Linked DNA regions of Mus musculus: region 1 is linked to region 2. The links are chromatin contacts, called in public Hi-C maps. All regions are on one chromosome and are shown on one strand. The core of a region is the stretch at or near the end of the contact, and the rest is flanking DNA. Distances in the headings are between cores, read along the strand shown.

The links. Hi-C and Micro-C count contacts between places; a contact is called where the count stands out from the background.
Region 1: a Hi-C map of cerebral cortex shows a contact between it and region 2, with 1.6 times the contacts expected there. The contact joins the promoter of Hmgb4 here to the enhancer-like site in region 2. A contact is called at or near these places in 4 of 39 promoter capture datasets (embryonic stem cells, hippocampal neurons and stem cell-derived epiblast-like cells), 3 of 484 Hi-C or Micro-C datasets (cerebellum and cerebral cortex) and 1 of 9 other capture datasets (adipose tissue).

What each region holds. Positions count from the first base shown.
Region 1 is chr4:128,256,141-128,263,048 of GRCm38.p6, reverse strand. Hmgb4 (high-mobility group box 4) reads left to right here and starts at 2,154. Exons shown (of 1, transcript NM_027036.3): 1 at 2,154-2,837. The coding sequence starts at 2,276. The coding sequence ends at 2,821. The region is part of intron 5 of Csmd2 (CUB and Sushi multiple domains 2); the gene reads right to left. Hmgb4os (high-mobility group box 4, opposite strand) reads right to left here and starts at 2,005. Exons shown (of 3, transcript NR_130980.1): 1 at 1,776-2,005; 2 at 266-453; 3 at 59-158.
Region 2 is chr4:127,541,330-127,548,050 of GRCm38.p6, reverse strand. No RefSeq gene overlaps it. Among named protein-coding and RNA genes, the nearest start is that of 1700080G11Rik, 70 kb to the right of the region's middle. Within about 2 kb of position 4,445, at least 22 of the 459 cell types and tissues checked have an H3K27ac peak or open chromatin away from gene starts, as enhancers often do. A contact at or near this core is called in cerebral cortex and hippocampal neurons, where this site is marked.

The sequences.
Region 1 (6,908 bases), core at 905-3,404, 720 kb before region 2:
TCAAACCTTCTGCTTGGGGTATATGGTGAAAGATTACACACAGTACTTTGGTCAAGGTCCCAGCAGAATAATTCGAGGAGTGTTTAATAAACAGTCTATCCACAAAGGTGAGGGACAGGTTCAGGAAGGTCCCGCGATGTAGGCTTCCCTAGAGGGGACTTGGGGCAGAGAAAACAGAGGTGTCACCACCTAGACAGGAGATGATATGGGAGAAAGTGTTTGTGAGCCTGGGAGGAGAGCTGGCTGCTTAGAGAGGACATCTTACCAGGGGAAGAGACCTCTAGTCCAGAGAGGTGACAACTCCTGGTGACCTCTGAGCGGGTGGAGCCAGGAGACATCTGCCTCAAAGCTCACCTCCTCCATCTCTGATCTCTTGGGGCTCCTCAGTAGTGACACGAAATGAACCTTGGTTATTTTCCGAGGAGAGTAGCCAGGGAAGGGCCAGCAGTGGATCTTCAAGAGCACACAGCATTGATTTCAGAAGCAGAGAAGCCAAGTCAGCTCCCCTGGCAAGCCAGTAAGGAACACCCCGCCATGGCCTCGGCATCAGCTCCTGCTTCCTGACCTGCTTGACTTCCAGTCCTCCTTCCTTTGGTGATGAACAGCAATGTGAATATGTAAGCTGACTAAACCCTTTCCTCCCCAACTTGCTTCTTGGTCTTGATGTTTGTGCAGGAATAGAAACCCTGACTAAGACAAATTGGTAGCATTTCCCAGCATCCCTGCAAGTCTGTAGTCTGGCCTACACAACAACAAATTCCTATAGCTTGCTCTCTCTCTCTCTCTCTGTCTCTCTCTTCCTCTCTTTACTTTGCCTGGCATGGTACCCTATAGGTCACCTAGAACAATATCTCTTGCTAGTGCAAACACATTTTCCTGGGAAATCATAGGCTCAAAGGGAGGCAAGGTATGGCCACAAACCAAAACCAAAAGTTAAAGCCAGTCTTGGAAGTCTGAGAATAGTTTCCTTGTAGGGAAATACTGCTGAGACCATGTGTATGTATGTGTGTGTGCATGTGCATGTGCGCGTGTGTGCGTGTGTGCATGTGTGTGTGTGTGTGTGTATGTCTATCTTCTAACATCCCCTGCCCAAACCTTACACAGGCTAAGACCAAAAATGTCACCTCTAGCCCTCCCTGAAAAGTTTTCAGGACAGTGGCTCCAATCAATCAGTTGACACCCAAGATCCATGGCTCCTGCCTGTTGGTGGCTGCTCAAGTTTGAACTCAATCCTTATATCAATGAGAACATGTGTTCTTGTCCTATGCATGTGGCACTACTGTCCCCCACTGGATTTTCGGTAAACCCATTTACACACAAACAGGTCTGTTGGCCTTTACTGCACTCTCCACAGTTGGACCACTAGCAGGGTATCAACTTTTACCCCAAAGAAGCCATTTTGCTTAACTGTTTTAGTGCTCTGTAAACTTAACTCTAAGAAATGGGGACTCTTTCAAGGATGGGGAGGGGCTGCCAGAAGAGCTAAGAATTCAAAATTTCAAGAACTCCAATGTAATTAATAAACTCTCAGGTTCTCTTCCCTCTTTCTCCTCCAATTTCTTCAGAGAAACGAAGGATTCAGACTCTGAGCCGAAGTGCTTGGGTTTTAAATTAGACAACTTTGTCCTGACAGGAACCAAGTCCCAGCTGTCATAGCTGATTATTTTTAGAGTTACTACTAAACCCTTTGTGCAGCAGGCATTGCCACTGCTCGAGGGAAACAGAAAGCCTTCACATGCTCTCATGACAGCTCCCGAGACATTCCCCCTCCTTGCCTTCATTATTTCTAGCCTGTGTGGAGGATGAGGAGGCAGCATCCTGACAATCACATGGAGAAAGGCAGCCCTTATTATGACCCACTGGGGGACAGGGATATAACGATCCCAGAGGCGGAGCAAAGCCCACAGCCTCTAGAAAGCCAAAGGGAAAGATTCCCAGGGCCCAGTAGCAACTCTAATAAGATTCAGATAAACCTTCATCTTTCCTTAAAGGAAGAAAAAAAAGTCCACGGAGACACCAACCACTAAGAGGGCTTACCTGCAAATGACTGAGTTTGGTTGGCATTGGTCAGCTCGGGGATGACATCACAGTATCCCTTCTTTGACCCAACAAAGGCCACCAGCACTGAAAAGGCTGGGCCCTGGCTGAGGCTCACACACAGAGGAAATTTCACCATAAGTAGGGCACCTTCTAGATTGCTCCTCGGGTGCAGAGACAGAAATCTCTGCTATCCAGATCAGCAGGGTCCAGCGAAGGACATTATGGTTGTATAAACATGGGGGAAAAAGACCAGCTAAGGCCCAAGGTGAATGTGTCTTCTTACATCCATTTTATGCTGAATTTCAGAAACAAATTCAAGGAGCAACAGCCAAATACCTACCTTGGCTTTAAAGAATTCTCTAGAAAGTGTTCAGAAAAATGGAGATCCATCTCAAAGCACGAAAAGGCAAAGTATGAAGCCCTAGCAGAGCTCGATAAAGCCCGGTACCAGCAAGAAATGATGAATTACATAGGCAAGAGAAGAAAGAGAAGAAAGAGGGACCCAAAGGCACCGCGGAAGCCCCCATCCTCCTTCCTGCTCTTCTCCCGGGACCACTATGCTATGCTGAAGCAAGAGAACCCCGACTGGACCGTGGTGCAGGTGGCCAAGGCTGCTGGGAAAATGTGGTCCACAACTGACGAAGCAGAAAAAAAGCCCTATGAACAGAAGGCTGCACTTATGCGGGCAAAGTATTTCGAGGAACAGGAGGCCTACCGCAACCAATGTCAAGGCAGGAAGGGGAATTTCTTGGAATCAGCCAAGACCAGTTTGAAACAATAAAACATCATTCAATTGACTTTCTGGTCCTGGTGTCCTGTATGGTCGTGTGTCCTTGGATGCTATGCTATGAGAGTAAGTGGTTTCATTGAGGTCCAGTCTTGGGAAGGCTGGCTTTCAGAGAGAGAGAGAGAGAGAGAGAGAGAGAGAGAGAGAGAGAGAGAGAGAGAGAGAGAGAGAGAGAGAGAGAGTGCTAGCACTCTAAGAGAGGGAACTGGCTGCAGGACCCAAATGACCTGGGTTGACCAGGGTGGTCAAGCACATGTGCAAAGTCACTTGGGCTTGGGGAGCGACATCACTGCTTTTGTGACCAAAGTAGAGTGATTGGCTCAGACATTTCTTAATAAAATTCCCAGCTTCTGCTGCGGCTTGCCATCTCATGGGAATGGGGTCAAACTAAGAAGGGATTGTGCGATCTCTACAGTCAGCCATTTTGATTTTCATTACTACTCTGGGCTCAGAATCAAGTTGTTTGGTTTCCCACATGCCAGGTCCATGGGACAGGGGCTTTGGGATGCTCCTGCCCAGTGAGAGAACACAATGAGAGAGAAGGTTATAAAATACAGCAACGGGAGTGGTGGTGAACAAGAAGCATGGGGGGGGGGGTAGGGGGTGTTGGGGGAGGGATGAAGCTGCCCAAGAAGATCTCACGTTGGTGAAATTCCCACCTCCCATGGCTTACAGCTGGAACTCCAGCTTGGCTTTGCTTCTCCTGCGCCCTCTCAGGAGGTGCCCTCATTTTCTGCTTCATTGAAAAGACAGAGATCATCAGACTTAAGTGTTCTCCTTCCTCTCAAAAACTTCAACCCACACTCATCCCCGCCCCTGCCTTGTGTCTCCTAGGGAGCCCCGGCCTCCTCCTCGAAAGCAGGGTACAGCACCTGCTTTATGCATTATCTTAGTGACTGGATGAGGCAGCACAGTTCTGAATACTTAATAGGTGGTATTGCTTCTAGGCAATGGTACCCTACCTTGCTAGTCAATTTGCCTTAGAAAGTTTCCTTGCAGTTGGGTGAAGGGAGCAGTTCAAGGAGCTGGGAGAAAATTGTCTGGCAGCTAGGGGGATGTTAAGCTAACGCTGAAAGCAGAGGCTCTGCCCTCCAAGCAGAAGGAAGTGGAGGCTGTGGCAACCACATAAGTACAGTGCGGATCACTACAGCTGAGCCATCATGTGACAACTCAACCGTGGCCAAAACCTAGGTCGTGGCCTTGTGAAGTCTGAAGCGATGGATGCAAGGCTAAAAGGAAAGGTATTTATCATAGGCTAGCCTCCACCTTCCTTCCTGCCTTATTGTCTTCAGCAAGGTCAGAAGGGGTAAGCTCCCACAGGCAGCAGGTGATCAAACTCTACAGAGCTATTGTGTTAAGACACAGGGACAAAGAATACCAGCTGGCATACTTCTAGAAGACACTTTTGACAGCCTTGATCCTCTGCCTCGCTTCTGCCTTATTGTCTCCAACCCTCTGTTACTAACCCTTAAAATGTAGATTCAGACAACGTCCCCTCTGTCCCCTCTGTCCCCACCTCTGTCTGGTACTTAGACACAGACTTTCCTGTTTCCTCATTGCTGGCTCCTGAATGGCAGATATCTAGTGGATGGTTGTGTGACACATCATACTCTGCTCTGGGACCTTGTGTTATCCCTTTCCAGTTACGAGATTGTGGAAGTTCAAGTCAGTTTTGTCAACAGGATACAGGGCATCCTTGAAGACATGAAGGAGGATGCTTAAGGACAATGGGAGGGGTTGACCCTATTGGTGTCTAATAACCATGGTGGATGACAGTGGAGGAACACAAAGAGGGGGGAGAGGGAGCTTGCATCTAACATGATGGGTGGGAGAGTGGGCTGTCCAGTGAGATACCCTGCCCTTGAGAAGACAGAGACTGAGCCTCTGGGCCCAACACCATCATCGTGACTAGTCTTCTCTGGCACCTCTCTCTGTGTAGTCATTAATATATCTGATACTCTGAAAGGTTTCCTGCATCATACCAGTAGCTTCTACTACTAGGAATATATATCAAGGGAGGAACAGACAGAAAAGTCAGCCAACACACTGGAATTATCAGTAGTGCCAGGTGACGAGACAATTACAGGTTGGGTAGAGGGTATGTGCATATATGTACATGCATGTGTGTGTGTAGGTCAGAGGATAACTAGTAGGGCTTGGATCTCTTCCATCACATGGGTTCCAAATAAGTTGTCAGGCTCCATGGCAAGCAAGTGCCTTTACCTGTGGAGCCATCTAACCATCCCAGCACCTATGTTTAAAGCACAGTTAAGGATACTGAGTCCTTTGGGGAAATCCCTTTGTGGTGGTATCACAGGGACTTGGGACATGCCAGAGTGCCTGTGTAAAATGAAGTTTGGGTGCTAGGCTCAGCGAGTTCATGGGAAATGTGAGCGTGGAGTGTGGTGGAGAGTGTGGTGGAGAGGAGCCATGTGCTTCCATCTATGATGTGTATTATTGATTATTCTAGAATCTTCAGAGACTATCAAGTGCCAATCTCCCACGATGAGTTCAGGAAGAGGAGGCAAAGCTAGAAGACACGAGGCTAATAGGCTCTCGTTCCCCTTCAAGAACAGAGATAATGAGGGCCTCCATTGGGAATTGCTTGGAGAGACCATTGCTAAAAACCCAGAGTGGCAACTGTGAGATTGCTCTCTCTGTGATTCATTCTCCCCAGAAGGGGGGCTGGTAAGCATGGGTACCAGAATGTTTCATAGGAATGCTTTGCCCGGCCTCACATGTGCACCAGGGCCATGTTGTTCTGCTCCAGTCCTACCTCTGGCCCTTCCTGTCCCTGCAGTGAGGTCAGGCCTCCCTGTTGATCAGTTCCTCAGTAATGAAGTGGACCCTCCTCTTGCTTTCCCGTCATCTGCCAATTGATTCTGTGCTGGAGAGGGAAATAAGTATATTTCATTTATCGGGTTTCCCTCAAATCCCAACAGAGAAGTAGATCAAGGTTGCAGGAGGATCGATGTGAAAATGTCATTCAACCACACCGGGATCTTTTTGTTGGCTGCGCCATCCACTAAGACCTCAACTGTTTAGGGGATTAAAGCTTAGTTCTCTGGCCTGGAAGATCCATAAACAGGGTGTGGTCACCAAGGTGAGATTCTAAAGGTTGGGGTGCCCCATTTTCTCGGCCTGTCACTTCTTGTCACACTTCAATACATAAGATATGACCTTCAGGAGAGCTGAGGATAAGCCAGAGCCATTGTTGTAAATGTGCTGTGGGGGTGGGGGTGGGGGTGGGGGTGGGGGCTGCCCTTGGTAATGGTGGGTGGTGGCATTTGGCTTAGTCTGCTGAAGAGTCGTTTAAAGAAGATGAATGTATCACCTTAAGGAAACAGATCATCCAAAGAGACCAGGAGACTCTGAGGCTGTCCTTGATCTCTGAGTTGGGGTGCACTGACAGTGAACTACCCGTTAAAGCCCCCTCAGCCCCCAAAAGCTTTGCTGTCTCCACTAAAGGTTCCTAGTATAATCCCTGATATGCAGACTGGCTCCCTCTGCTTCTGAGATTCTCCCCTTTAACAGTGACATGTTTGCCTGGTCGCCTGTCACCTGTGGGAGTCAGATATGACATAATCAGGTCAGAAACCAGTCTCACTGTCCCTGGGCTTGTAAGATGCTCTTAGTGGCTCCACCTCTTGATATCTCAGCCTATGTTTCCCTGCCCATCTCTATGTGAACTGCATCTACAGATTCCATTCCAATAAAGATGATAGTATAAAAGTGTTGGGCTATCATTTGTGCATGTTCACAGGTGTGGAAGCCATAAGACAATCTGTCAGTTACATACACACATGTAAGCAGGTGCACAAATGTGAGTGTGTGTATGTACACACACACACACACACACACACACACACATGTGCCCATGCATATTTGCACACATGCACAAACACACATGCACACACATGCTCTCTTACTGACAAGAACTTGCCAAGTGTCTACCTGTCTCTGGCCTGAGATGAGATTACAAGAATGTGCCATCCTACCTGGCTTTTATTTGGGTTTTGGGGATAAAACACAGACCTTTGCCTGACTGGGCTTCTCCCCAACCATGTCATTTTTTTAAAAC
Region 2 (6,721 bases), core at 3,196-5,695:
GGGAGGAACATCCTTGGATTCTTAGATAAACTGCATCACCTCTCAGGCTAGCTTTCCTATCTTAAAGTGAATCTAGCAGCCTGACCTTGTAGATATGCCCATGGGATTCAGTGAGGCCAGCCCTCCTAGCTCCTCCAGAGAAAGAATCTAAATGGCACACTAGGCATCTTTCTCCTTCCAAGCATTGCTAACACCAGACGTGGTATGTGTGTCTCATGAGACTGTCGTAAACGTGAAATGTTATCCGCTAGCCTGGCAGGTGCAGCGCACTTGGTAGATGCTAATTAAAATTGAGCCATCCTCAGGCATTCTTAGTCTGGGCACTGTGAGCTGGGGTGACTGCAGGAATGTCTAGGCATTTGGTTTGGCTATCTGCTCCAGATCTGTGATCAAGGGGCCTAGCTGGGCTTGGCAGTCTTTCATCTTAGAAGGTCCAGCATGCACAGTTGAACCTCGTGTGATTTTTCTAGAAAGAAAAACTAGGCATGCCACCCCTTGCTAAAATGAAAATATAATAATAATAATAATAATAATAATAAATAATACTTCAGTGGCTTTTCAGGGTCAAATGCAAACATATTGAACAAAAAATGTGAACATATTTTGCAAGCTCCCTATGATCTGATCTATGTCCACTCCTAGCCTCATCTCCTACCAATCTCTTCTCGTTGTCTGTCCTGCAAACACTGTTGTACTTCCTTCATGTCCTTGAAGGATGGATGGATGCTGTGATACTACATTTCCAGGGCATCCCACAAGTCCTTTACATGATAGCCACCCTGTGGACCACAGTATGTTTCCTGTCCAATCACACCATAAGAATATAGGAGCCGTGTGAAAGCAGGAGGACTCAGGAGCTTTGCTCCTCGGTGCTTTCTCAGTGTCTGGCAGAGCCAGCCCTCGGGAATGACTGTCCATGCTGAATTAATAGACAAAAAGAATGCTAATTGTTTGGGCCATCAAATGCCAGTCAAATACCTATTCTACCGTCCTGTCAGTCTGGCAAGCCCTCGTGCATCTTTGGATCTCACTTCAGCAAAGAAAGTGGTTCTGATACCAGCCTAGGTTAATACAAACCAGTGTGTGCCCACTTGGCACAGAGAACACAGCTGGCTTCTTGTGCACTCATGTGGACACACGCGCACATGGATTCATTTACATGCATCTGGAGAGAACCTATCCTGGTGTGCTGTTCATTGCAGTGGTAAAAAGACAACAACTGAGGAAGAAAGGGTTTATTTGGGTGATGAGTCCCAGTAAGAGTCTAACACCAAGGGAAGACCCCAAGGTAGGAAGCTGAAGGCAGAAACTGATACAGAAACGACTGGGGGTGCTGCTTGTGGGTTTGATCTCATGGTTTGCTTGAACTTTTTACTATGTGACCTAAGACCACCTGTAAAGAGAGGGAAGCATTGCCTTTCTACATCAATCACGAATCAAGAACATGCCCTGAGTGCTTGTGTCTACAGGTTAATCTTTAGGATGCATTTTCTCAGTGAGGGTCCATCTTTCCACATGGCTCTAACTTGTGTTAATTAAAAACAAAAACAAAAACAAAAACAAAAAAAAAACCAAAAAACAAAAAAACCCTCTCAGCAACACAGCATCCTAACAGCATCTGAGAATGTATGTGCCTCAATGGTAGCATCTGATAAACTGAGCATGAACTGTCCTGTTCTGGTCTTCTTAAATGACATCATCTCGTCTCCCTTATCATCTTCTCCATCGTGTCACCCATTGGCTTTTTGTCTCTCCTCGCCCCACTAATACCTTCTCCCCTATTATTGAGAGTCACTCAGCTCTGTTCCGAGATTCACACACCTTACTCAATCTCTCCGCTCAGCAAGACAGAAGTCCTGGAGTTAATGGCAACTCCCCTCTTTAGAAAGCAGTTTAGCTACACTCTATTTTACTTAAGGATAACCCCGGGGGTTTCACCCAATCCCCAACCCAAGCCATTTATCAAAGCAGCTCTTCCAAGCACATCTATCATTTGGTCCAAGGATCTTTCATTCTGGCCGCTTAGAGGAGACCATGAAAGATAACACTTCCTCTTCAGAGCTACAGATCCATACATAATGTTAAAGCGGGACTCTCCTTCATCCAGCAATGCTTCTGGGAGTTGGTTTACATGGGTCTGTGCAAGCAAAGAAGAAGAAATTCATGCCTGGGTGAGCTCCTGGGTTTGCCCAGCCTTGATGGTTCCTGGCACTGCCTTGTTTCATCCTCTGAGGATCATTCTTAGGCTTAAAAAGAGGGCGAGCAACTTGTCCAAGGTCACAGCCAGTTAGACGCAGAACCAGGACTTGAGCCCAGCCATGTGGGCTCCCAAGTCCCCACTTTCCCAGTAGACCAGGATGCTTCCTCTCTGTCTGTCTAAATGCACTGAGTCGACATTGCAATGCGAGAGCTCAAAAGCCTACAGAAAATGTGAGCCAGGCTTGGGTAGGATGTGATGGAGCTAAAGGGGATCTTAGATTGTTTTAATCAACTTCATTTTACAGATAGAGAAACTGGGGTCTCAAAATAGGAAGTGGTTTCCCTGTGATGACAAAGTAGAACCAAGCCAGACTAGAGCTCTGATCTAACGGAGTTCTTTCAAGCTGTCCCATAAACAACACGCATGTTCCAATTGATTTGAATATAAACCAGGCCTCTTCCCTCCAGTTGTCATCCATCCCAACAGGGAAAACCACCAGAAGGGTTCATCGCCTGCAGCCCCCACACTCGGTACCCAATTCAGTACCCAATGACGAGAAGTCCTCACCTTGAAAAGTCACAGATATTACAACTTTGATTTCTCTGCCAGCTGAGGGTCCTGGCTGGTGTGATGGGTGCTAGTAAGTTCCCTTTTTGGAGATGCGGGGATAGAATGTTCCCATCCAGGCTCTTGAGTTCCTCCCACAGGATGGAGCAGGCCTCTGGCTTCTGGGCTAGCTGGTGATGGAATAGATTTTCCTACAAGCCAACTTTGGAGTCAGCCCTGGTGCAGTGCAGCATTCACAGAAACCCAAGACCAAATGCAAAAGGAAAAAAAGAAAAAGAAAAAACCTTTGGCTCAATATGTAAAACCTCTCCAGCAATAAATTTAAGCAGTTCCATTTGGGGCTCTCACAATTTCCTCCACTCAGACAAACTGCTTTTGATTTCAAACGTTCCTGAAGGAAATTGGCCAATTGCTTACTTCGACTGTCAGGGCCATTATGCTGAGCCTGATGGCAGGACACAAATACAACCTAGGGGTTTCTCGGACTCAGGTCTCTGTAAAACTGGCCCCTTTGGTGGGGGTCCATCCCTGAAGACCTTCACCCCTTTTGAAGCCTCAGAGCACTCATAGACCAGAGCAGTAGCAAATGGGGCCAGGCCGGGTCTCCAGCAAATTGGAACAAGGCAATCTAACATCTGGCTAAGTACTACCGACCGGCAATTGTGTCTTCTGTCCACGGGGGCGAGGTGACCTCCTGACAGCCTGGGATAGCTCAAGTGGACAAACAGACCACTCAGAGGAAGTAAGAAGAGACATCCGAGTTCAAAGGATCACGATCATAGATGCTCTGTTTATAGAGCCTGGCTCTATGTCAGTATGCTGGGCACTTTACATGGAAACCACACTAAATCAAAACTTGTAAAGCACTATATAGCACTCTAAGTGTTCTACAAGTGTTAGCAACTGCTGTGGATGTCATCACATTTTGGTCGGTTGGTTGGTTGGTTGGTCTGGTTTGGTTTGGTTTTTGGTTTGTTTGATTTTTAAATTATTTTTATTGATTCTTGGTGAATTTCACATCATGCACCCTAATCCCACCCATCTCCCCCTCCCTCCATATCTTTCTGCCTTCCGCCCTTGCAACTCTCCCCTACCTCCAAAAAGGAAGACAAAAAAATAAAAACAAAAGTTAATTAACTAATTAATTTGAAAATAGAAATCTTGCTGTAGAAGCCGCTGTGTGGCGTGGGCTGTAACCCTTTTGTCACACAGCTCTACTTGCAAATAAACGTTCATTGCAATGAGTCACTGGTCTGCCTGGAGGCCTCTGGCTTCTGCTACTCTGTCAATACTGGGACTCCTCTCAAATATCCCGTCATTGCCCTGTGTCGTGGAGATCCTGCCAGCAGTTCATAGATGGGGTAGATGTTAGGGTGGACCAACTCAAAGCCTTGGATCTGGGCCTGGGTGGTAGCTGAGTTGTTCAGCGGGCCAGCTCTCCCATGCTCAGGCTGTACTCCAGAACTGGTCCAGCTAGGGGCAGGGCCAGCTGTCCCACTCTTCACACATCAGGGTTAGCTCTCTGTTGCCCACACCACCAGCTCTACTGCGCTGCCTGGGTGAGGTGTGGATGGGGCCAGCTTTCCCGCTCTGGAATGGCATCTCTTCTGAGCCTATGCCACTGCTCAGCTGGTGAGGGGTGGAACCAGCTCACTTGATCTCACATTCTCCGTGCCAGCTCTCTCACACTGCACAGGCAAAGAAAGGACAGAGCCAGCTCTGTGCAGCCCTAGGACAACAACATGGCTTGTGGCAGGCTACTCCCATTAGGCTACTCCTCACCATCCTTGCATTTCTAGTTCCTCTTCTCTTTATAGTGTCCAAACTGTGACACTTCTCTTTCCCTCCCATTTCTCCTCCCACACCGTTGCACAGTCTGGTGGCACAGCTTGCCTGCCAACCTGCACTGACTACATCCCTGTCTATCTTACATCCTTCACCATGTGGTAGTGGGTGTGCCTCTGGGCAACTTCAGCACACCCAGGTCCATGTGGCTGCATGTTCCTCTTGAGTGTCTTCTGTACACGCTAATGCCATCATTAGGGCTTTCGGTCAACTGAGCCAGCTCTCACTAGCTTAGAATAGACAACCTGATCTACAAGTTCCCACAATGCTCTTTTATCAAAGTACATTTGACTCTACACTTAGCATTTTATCATCTCAGTTTGGGACAGACTCTGTCAACCCTGTGATCCCAGATTTCTGACCCAGATGAGTGGTGCTCTCTGGGCACTGAGCTCCCAGAGAGTCCCAGAAGTCTGGCTGGAAAGTGGCTCACGTCCAGCCATCTGTGATGATAGAGACACTCCTCCACCTTCGCCTACAGTGGGAGAGGTTGCACATGCTGCTTTAGGAGAGAGGAAGAAGGGATTTATTTCTTTTGGTGAGCATCTCCTGACTCCAGCATCACCATGACAACATCTGGAAGGTATCCCTGGCTGGAAGCCAAGACTCAGAAGACTGTTTGTTCCTGCCGTGGCACCGACTGACTGTCTCAGGTAAGTAGGTTCCAGGAAACTTTCCCCCAGCTGAGCAGGAGGACACGGGCAAATGCTTCATGAGCAAATCACACACACACCACATACACACATGTACATACAAATATACACATATATACACATATTGCATGCACATATACGCTCTCACACACATATACATACCACATATACACATACATACATATACACACACACATATATATACACATAAGCAAGCATAGATACATACAATACATGCATATATACATACACATATATACACATATTGCATGCACATATACGCTCTCACACAATATACATACCATATATACACATACACATATATACACACATATATATATACACATAAGCATAGATACACACAATACATGCATATATACATATATATGCACACACACACATATACACATATCACATACACATTTATATCATATATATACATATATATATATATACACATATATCCACACATACACACAAATGAGCATGCATACACTCAAACATACACACAAACACACATATGCACACACACACACACATACACTCCAAGAGCTTGGCCTTAAAACACAGGTTAGAGACTGACTCCTGGCAGTCAACTCCTTTTGAAATGTGCCTTGTTAGCGGCTGGTTCCATTGCTCACCATATCCTACCCCAAAGAACACCTACTTCTTCCTTCTCTGCAGATCCTGGCAACCTCAAGGATGGCTCTCCCCATGACCAGTTGATCCAAATAGATCACAGTCACACAGAAACGCTACAAGTTTTCATTCCCAGCACAAGGCCAGACACTGACAACATACTCACTATTTTTTAAAAAGGAAGGCACCCTGGTCTCCCTAGAAAACAGACTTTATGGCCAAAATGAATACCAGAGCCTGTTCATGCTGGTATCCAAGGTAAGAGAGGAGATGCAAGGATGGACAGGTTAATGCAATCCAGCCCACTGCCTCGGAGACATGGCGGTATTGTTAGATTGCTGCACTGTGGGGAAAGACACTCACAAAGCTCCTCTCAAGTCTGCGCTTAAGACTTATGCTTTCGATGGTTTGGCCAGGGCAACAGTCCCATCACAGAGGCCTGAGGACCTCATGATTGGCAGTCTGGAGTAGGAGGAGATTCCAAACCAGCAGCCGTAGGAGGAAAGACGGAGCTGATTGACAGGTAGTGAGCTCCCCCTTGCCCATCACTGTGGTTCAAGCGAACGCTAGGAACCACAGAGGCACGTGTGAATAGAGGAGTCAAGCAAACACTAGGAACCATGGAGGCATGTGTGAGCAGAGGAGTCAAGAACCTTTTTCCTGCCCTGCACCCATGACTCTGCTGCCTTTCGTCCTGTCTGCACAGGCTGGTCTCTTCACACCACAGCTCTTGTGCCCTAACTACTTTAAGGATCTATTTCTTTGGCAGAAAATAGTGGCGTATCGAACCACGGCCAAGCCGGCCTTCTTCTCTTTC